3 separate regions of the Hordeum vulgare genome follow, and all the other regions are linked to region 3. The links are chromatin contacts, called in public Hi-C maps. All regions are on one chromosome and are shown on one strand. The core of a region is the stretch at or near the end of the contact, and the rest is flanking DNA. Distances in the headings are between cores, read along the strand shown.

The links. Hi-C and Micro-C count contacts between places; a contact is called where the count stands out from the background.
Region 1: a Hi-C map of seedling shows a contact between it and region 3, with 4 times the contacts expected there. The contact joins the promoter of LOC123411497 here to the promoter of LOC123411301 in region 3. A contact is called at or near these places in 2 of 6 Hi-C or Micro-C datasets (leaf and seedling).
Region 2: a Hi-C map of leaf shows a contact between it and region 3, with 6 times the contacts expected there. The contact joins the promoter of LOC123407428 here to the promoter of LOC123411301 in region 3. A contact is called at or near these places in 4 of 6 Hi-C or Micro-C datasets (leaf and seedling) and 1 of 1 datasets of contacts at active chromatin or transcription factors (embryo).

The regions. Positions count from the first base shown.
Region 1 is chr7H:110,725,512-110,728,211 of MorexV3_pseudomolecules_assembly, forward strand. It overlaps LOC123411497, which reads left to right and starts at 1,436. Exons shown (of 6, transcript XM_045104455.1): 1 at 1,436-2,078; 2 at 2,189-2,524. The coding sequence starts at 1,710.
Region 2 is chr7H:110,387,826-110,390,525 of MorexV3_pseudomolecules_assembly, forward strand. It overlaps LOC123407428 (THO complex subunit 4D-like), which reads right to left and starts at 1,288. Exons shown (of 7, transcript XM_045100561.1): 1 at 1,008-1,288; 2 at 1-279. The coding sequence starts at 243.
Region 3 is chr7H:109,845,808-109,848,507 of MorexV3_pseudomolecules_assembly, forward strand. It overlaps LOC123411301 (tRNA N(3)-methylcytidine methyltransferase METTL6), which reads left to right and starts at 1,447. Exons shown (of 8, transcript XM_045104232.1): 1 at 1,447-1,785. The coding sequence starts at 1,564.

The sequences.
Region 1 (2,700 bases), core at 186-2,685, 880 kb after region 3:
CACTTTGTATGGATTTAAGGTTTCAAATATGAAGTATCTCGATGAAGAAAAGTGAATTTGAGGTATGACCTATCACTATCAATAAACTTGTCCGCACGTGGGCGTTCGAGTGCCTCGATTCTGTGTTCGTGGCAGTATATGCTCTTAGAGCATCTAAAACTAGACCCCTCAAACCCTCCTCAAACGCCCGGACAGGCCGCCCGGTCACAAAATTGCGACCCAGACGAGCCTCTCAAATAGGCTTCAAACGCCCGGGCTGACCGACACCCCCCATTTCCAGCCCAAATATGGGGCGGATATGGGGGAGCCCGGGCGCGCTCGGCCACGTCGGTGTGACGGCTTGGTCTCACGGGAAAACCGACGGCCCGACGGGCTCCTCGACCATCGGCACGGTGTGAACGCGGGTGGTGTCGCTCCGGCTCCCCGCCCGAGGTCGGGGCCGGCTATTTAAGCCGACTGACGTCCCCATCCCTAGCTCATCCATCTCCTCCTTCTCTCCGCCGCCACCCGACCCCGTCCGCCTCCTCTCGTAGTTCCCTCTCCGTCAGGATGGTCCGACGTCTCATCACCACCTACGCGTAGCTCACTCAGGAGCGCCGCCTGCAAATCGAGGTGGAGATCCAGGCTCGCCGCGCCGCCCGCATCGCTGCGGGTCTCCCTCCGTACCCGCCAGAGACGGAGGAGGAGGAGGAGGAACAATAGTAGCAACAGGAGGAGCAGCAACAACAGGAGGAGGAGCAACCAGAGGCCATAGAGGAGGATGACCCGGAAGAGGAGGCTCCCGACTTGAGCATGGCAGAGGCGGAGGCGGAGTTCGTCGTTGCCAAATCGGAGGAGATGGCGGAGCAGTAGGCCATCCTGGATTCCATGCGGGATGAGGCCAAGGTGTAGGCCAACCGTCGGCTCATCCGACAGAGGCAGGCGAATGCCGACGGCCTCTTCGACGAACTGGACGTGGATATTGAGGCGGAAGAGGCCGCAACGGAGCACTCGGACGCGCCGGAAGCGGCGGAGCTGCGACATGCGGCCATTTATCTGCCGGAGGGCATGGAGATTATCGACATCTTCGACGAGGAGTAGATAGGTTCTACGTAGTACAGTACATAGGTTTCATATCTTACATGCATTTTTATGGATTTGAGGATCCTAGTATGAAAAATATTCAGATATAAAATGCATTATTTAAAACGTGACCGACCAGTGTACGCAGACATGTCCGGACGCGTTTGCAAGGGTTTAAAGGCCGGATTTGCGAGGTACAGCTCTTTTCCTATAAACTCTGATGAAATTACGGCACATATGAATGGACACGGGTGAGAAGGTGAACCCGAAGTTGCGGGGAAGCAGCTGGTCGTCTCCTCCTGCCGTTTTAGACCAAAATCCTCGGCGGTCCACGGCCTCTCCCGCGGAGCGCAGCCGCGTTGAAAAAGCCAGCAAAACTCGACCCCTCCCCAACGCCAAGCCAAGTGCGCGCACAGCGCAGCGGCATCTCACATCACTCCCCCCCACCCCCTCCAGCTCAACGCCTCAACCTCGTCGCTTCCGGAACAACCAAGGCAAGCAATCCAATAGAAAAACAGCGGCGGCCCGGCCGGCCACCGCAGACGACCACCACAAAGACCAGCCCACGCCGCGCCGCGCAGCCACCCAACCAAACAGAGCCAGCAGTCCAAGCGCCGGCGCGCCGCGCCGCGGGGAGGCGGCCAGCCATGTCGGTGTCCTGCGGGCTGGAGTGCGTGCTGTGCGTGGGGTGCGTGCGCTGGGCGTGGAAGCGCCTCACCTACATCGGCGCCTACGACAGCGAGACCTGGCCGCCGGCCTCGCCCGACGACTTCGAGCCCGTCCCGCGCATCTGCCAGATCATCATGGCCATCTCCGAGGAGGACCTCGCCAACCCCAAGATCATGCCGGCCAGCCGCGGCTACACCCAGATCGACGGCGACGGCTTCCACAAGCGCACCACCTACGACGACGTCGGCACCGCCTGCCCGCCCTACGTCGTCTACGTCGACCGCCGCCGCAACGAGGTCGTCCTCGCCGTCCGCGGCCTCAACCTCGTCCGCAACGCCGACTACAAGGTACTGCCCGCGCCCGTGACCCGCTTCCCATCCCCGATTCCAGCGACCCGCATGATTTCTTCTCCGCGGGAACGGAATGTGAACACGTTCGATTCCGTCGCTCGTTGCAGGTCTTGATGGACAACAAGCTCGGGATGCAGATGTTCGACGGCGGCTACGTGCACCACGGGCTGCTCAAGGCGGCCCAGTTCATACTGGAGAGGGAGACGGAGACGCTGCGGGAGCTGCTGCGCCAGCAGGGCCCTGACTGCAAGCTCATCTTCGCCGGGCACTCGCTCGGCTCCGGTATCGCCGCGCTCATGACGGTGCTGGTGGTCAACAACCGAAAGGCGTTCGGCAATATTCCCAGGAGCCACATACGGTGCTACGCGCTCGCGCCGGCCCGGTGCATGTCTCTCAACCTCGCCGTCAAGTACGCCGACGTGATCTACTCTATCGTGCTGCAGGTACCAGCTACCCCGTGGTCAACCATTACCTACCTGTTCAATTTTGCTGCCTTCGAATATTTTGACTATTGGAAACTTTTGACCCGGACTATTGGAAATTGGAATTGTTGGGGTGAGACGAGGGTGAGCGATTTGGTCAAATGTGCTTTGCTTGTGGCGTGATTGGAATGTCTGTG
Region 2 (2,700 bases), core at 38-2,537, 540 kb after region 3:
AGCATACGATGACGAGCGAGTATTGACACCAAGTGGCCTTTGTGAAGGCACTCCCCTTCCACGGAAGGTTCCAACGCCATGTCCACGGCCTAAACCACGGCCTAGCCTTTGGCCATCACCTCTGCCTGACCTTTGGCCATCACCTCTGCCTCGACCAACTCTCTGTCCCCTTCCCCTTCCTCTTCCCCTCCCACTTCTGCTCTTAATCATATCATCGAGTGACATATCCAAAGCTGCCTCCATTTCAATGAAAACTTGAGATTCAATAGGGAGAAAGCCCTGCAAAAAGGACAAAGAAGTTTAATATTATGTATTGCTCAATTGTACTGATGTGGTGCAAGCAAGCAGAGTAACAAATATGCACGCACAGATAGGGGAAAAAAACTGGATATAAGGTCATTGGTTTCCACTAGTTGAGAAAAAGAACCATACCCCATAAGCAGCAGAACAATACAATTTTGAAAAGTTCAGCTCTTCCAAACTTCCTACTATGCTACTATTGTGCTCGTCCAACAAATACACTGTGGTACGAAGAATAGTAGGCTTATTAACTTCACTTTCTTCGAAGTTTTCGATGACATTCAGGATTACACTAACAATTAGTTTATCAGGTACACCGGGCATAGTAGTCCTTATCGGCTATCGCAGTCTGCCGCAAACAACCCCAAAACATAATTTGTAGAACACATCAGGTTCACTAGGACAACCTGGCTAGATCTCTGCATTACCCCTTCTTATCTTACTCTTCTAAGAAGCAACCAATCGACACCATGGGCACTACCATATCGCCTAATCTAGGCAGCCTCACTATCGGGGGTTCCCATAAGCGGTACTGAGCTGGAAAAAAAAATCCGGCACCCGTTCATGCCAATAACATGCACCGCGTTTGCCAAGAGCCCGCGGGATCCAACCGCGCTAGGGCTTTGCGCATGTTAGTGACTCAACCAACGGAGTATACTCGTACTGATGCCAATGCTACCGTAGTTCCAGAAGGGCGGGGAAGTCACCTCTGGGCCTGGGGGGGACCCCCTAGGGCTCTCCGGCGGCGGGCGGATCCTGGATCTGTGGGGCGGGGAATTCTTCTCCTCCGGTCGTTGGCAGGAAGCGCGGAAGGGAGGGCGAGGGGGGCTCAGATCTATGGGCCTTTGACGGCGGCGGTGTCGTTGTCGGTCTGCGCCTCGGCGAGGTCTGCCGACGGAGGGTCGGGGCGAGGGCGGATCCGGAGTTGAGAGGAGAGAGACGACTTCCTTCTAGGGGTGGAAGAGGAAGACGACTTGGTGCGGGTCCCAGGGGATTGGGCTCTGCTTTTATTTGCTGCCGGTGGGAGGGAGATAACTTTTTTTTTTAGGCAAGGGGAGGGAGGAAAATCCTATACGCCGCTCACCTCGTAATGTCGACGCTTCGCACAGGGTTTGCCGGAGCGATCGACGCAGTGGCCGGCCGAATTGCTAGCGAAGCTTTCTTTGTCTCAACAAGTCTCCCCTAATAATAAAGCGCGCAGCGCTTCTATGGTCCGTAGTCGGTCATTTTGCAGAAAAACCCTCGCAGTTTCAGGTAATTAATCCGTAGTCCAATTTTAAGTAAGAACGAACCGTTTCCTGTCATTTTACACAAAAGCCCTCATAGTTTTAGATAATCAACCCGCGGTCCATCTTGTAGTCACAGCCGAACCGTTTTTTGCATTTTTCGAAAAACTCCCTGATGTTTCAGGTAATCAACCCGCCTCCTCTCGCTCCTCGTCCCCTGCCTCCTCGCCTTCGTCCTCCTCCGCTTCTCCGCCCTGCTGGACCCCGGCGCCGCCGTGCCCCGCGTCAAGCGGTCCCCTTCCCTGCCCCTCCGCTTCCGCCATGACGGCGCCTTCAAGATCCTCCAGGTCGGCACCTTCGCTCGCTCGCTCGCTCGCCTGATTTCCCCTGCATGCTCGCGCCTCGCCCGCTGACCCTTGCTCGCAGGTAGCGGACATGCACTTCGGCAACGGCACCGCCACGCGCTGCCGGGACGTGGCGCCGGAGGTCGGCGGCGCGCGCTGCTCCGACCTCAACACGACCCGGTTCCTGCGCCGACTCATCGAAGCGGAGAGGCCCGACCTCATAGCCTTCACCGGTGCGTGCTTTGGGTTGCTCCCCCGCCGCTTCTCTTCTCACACAGCCACTGCTAGGTGGCCATCTAGCTCCAGAGATCGCGACTCCAGCCCATGGGATCTCCCCTGGCAGTCCCTACCATTGATAGTCTTGCAGATTTGTCAGTTGAAATGATGCAACGGCATTGAAATTGGATCCAATCGATTAGTTGGTCACTTTGCCTGTAACACACCAGCGATATACAGCGGCAAAGTTGGTGCTCTATGTGGTGCCAGCTTGATGGAGCTTGTGAGTTGACTTTATGAATGCTTCCCGTTTGCATTCAGATTTCAGAGGGGGTGGCTGGAAATGTTCACTATGGGTTACACTCTTATCGCCTATCTACTTGTAGCTCATCGACGCTCGACTGTTATTGATGGCATTTGTATAACCCCGCGACCCCGCGGGAATTTACTTCGCAAGAAATGTGGACCCATTGTCACTGATGCTTACGGGTTTAACACTGGACAGAGCTAATGTCAGAGTACTAAGCTTACATTCTTCTTTTATAATTATATCTGAGCGAGTTCTCTGATGTATGCAAGGGATTCACACATCGCTCCTCTTGGTTCTGAACTTC
Region 3 (2,700 bases), core at 197-2,696:
GCCCCTCGCGAAAGGAAAAAAACAAGTTTTTTTCGTTTCCAAAAGGCACGGTCATGCCTCTCGTGGAAAAAAATTAGTGCCTCTTATGGAAGAAAAAACACGTTTTTTCGTTTTTGAGAGGCACACACGTGCCTCTCGCAGAAGAAATAAAGAATAATAAACCTTGTTTTTTTCGTTTCCGAGAGGCACGACTCGCGGAAGCAAATCCGTGCCTCTGATGGAAGAAAAATAATAAAAACGTGTTTTTTTGTTTCCGAGAGATACAATCCTACCTCTCGCGGAAGAAAATACATGCCTCTCGTGGAAGAAAAATAATAATAGGTGTTTTTTTTGTTTTCAAGAGACATGGTCGTACCTCTCGTAGAAGCAAATCCGTTCCTCTCGTTGAAGCAAAGCCGTGCCTTTTGAGGAAGGAAAAAGAAGAAAACACATCTTTTCCATTTCTGAGAGGCACTGTCGTGCCTCTCAAAAGCAAACATGTGCCTTTCACGGAACCAAAATTGTGCCTCTCGAGGAAAAAAAATGCATTTTTCGCGTATTTTTTTGAATTATTTGTTTGTTCAAAAGCTAAACAGACCAATGAAAAACCGAAAAGCCAAGAAAAGCCATCTAAAAAGTTGAAACGCGTGCAGAAAAAATCCAAAGAAAATGCCCAAGACGCAACACGTGACGGTGACTGAGAACACGTCAAGTGGCGGCTGCTCAGAGTGATCATTGGGAGGCTTCCAAACAAGCGCTCCTTTGTTAGTTGCTCCCGGTCTATGGGTGTGTGGAGTTCCTTGATCTAAGGGCTATCAAAGGGGAAAATGATACTCCTTTGGTTTACAAGAATTTTGTTGGAATTGTATACTATATGATTCTTATACAGTTTTTTTTCTTCCTTAAATCCCTTTTGATTTGTAAGAATGAATTCATATTTCTATGTAGATTGTTTCTTACCCTTCATATTTCAAAGAAGCTCAAACCTAATTAAAAAAAATGCATATCCTCTAAACAAAATGACATTTCCCCCCTAGAATTGAGATGCATGGCATTTCATTTCATATGTCCCTGAACGTTTCACCGGATATGTCCTTGATCTGGACCTACAGATCTACTAAGCGTAATCGTGCTTGGCATGAGACCACACATTTAGTAAACGGGTTGGCCTGTGACGACACATTTAGTAAACGGTTGGCCTGTGACATGTTTAGCACGCTGTGTTGCATGGTTTTTAGATTGCTGTGTTGTGTTTTAAGCTTATTGGACTGTTTTTAGGTCACACATATATAGGCTGTGCTTCAAAAAATATAAAATAAATAAATTGGGTATACCATGCCGGCCCGCGTGCCCAGCTTCCAGGCGCAGGCACGGCCCATTCAGCCTGGGCCGTGCCGGACCAGCTGGCACGGCCCGTCTGGCCAGATCTGATCCAGGTCTCCAATCTTGGCCTCGCTGGCCGACGGCCGCCGTTTCCTCGTTACTACGCAGCCAGCAGTTCTTTCCTCATCGCCGACCGAGCGCCGCCGCCACCGATCGAGGCGAGTTCGCCGAAGGTCGCAGCGAAGAAAGACGGTGGCTGCTATGGACGGCGGTGGTGAAGTGGGGTGCACCAAGAAAGAGGCGGAGGCCGAGTACCATTGCCACGACTTCGAGTGGGAGGACCTCCGGGCGGATGTGGAAGCCAACCCTTCCTTCTCCTACCACCTGTCCCCTTTCCCCACGACCACCGCCTCGCCGCAGCCACCATCATCGGAGGCCTGGAGAAGCTTCCACCGCCGCCACGCCTCCGGCAGGTTCTTCAAGGTTGCTGATTCCCCCTTCTCTCCTAGGCCCCTTGCGCATAACACTTGCTTCTATTTGTATTTTACTTATCATCAATTCGGCAGCAATGCGACCCACTAGATCACATGGATTCATGGACTAGTGCAAGGTTGCATTTCTTTACCGGGGAAACGACTGCGTTTCTGGGAGCTGAGCCGTGCAGCTAGACAAGACAGCAGTGAAGACAGACTAGATTACTTCCTTTCCCAATTTTTTCATGAGTGAAGAGATACTATAACTAAAGCGTCAAATTAGCGACTGGAATGAAACGATTCCTGATTAGCAGTGTTTTGACATTTTGTACCATATTATCACCGAATTCACAAATACCAGAAGATTGTTCGTTTGTTCATTCTTATGGAATGGAAACTTTTACTAAGGGGCAATTATGATGTGCATCCTGTCAGCAGCATCTTGTTAGTAGGATCAAGACTAGCGATATCCATAGAGATACAGTGTTGCTATCTACAGCAGACTGAACTTAGGGGAGTTGACAAAATAACATATCTTCGTCTAGCTTTGACAAAATAACATGATATGTTTATAACTACGGTTATGATCTTGCACCCTGTGTGTTAGATGATCATTTTTTTCTTGTGCGTTTTTTTTCATTTTCTGCTTTTTCTTCACCCATAAGCTTTGGAAAAGTAAAGTACTATACATTATACCTTTGATAGCAAAGTATTTTCTAAGTTTTCTAGGAATACTACAGTTTAATTTAGTCTAACCTGTTTGGCAATCATTAAAAATATTAGTATTAATACTATGGTATCTTCAAAACCACAGTATTATCTCTGTCTAAAAAAAAGAACCCCTGACCTCTTTTTTTAAAACTGAGCAAGCGAATAAAACGCCGAATAGATAGCTTTTTCCACGTTCTCCTCTTTCCAAGCCATA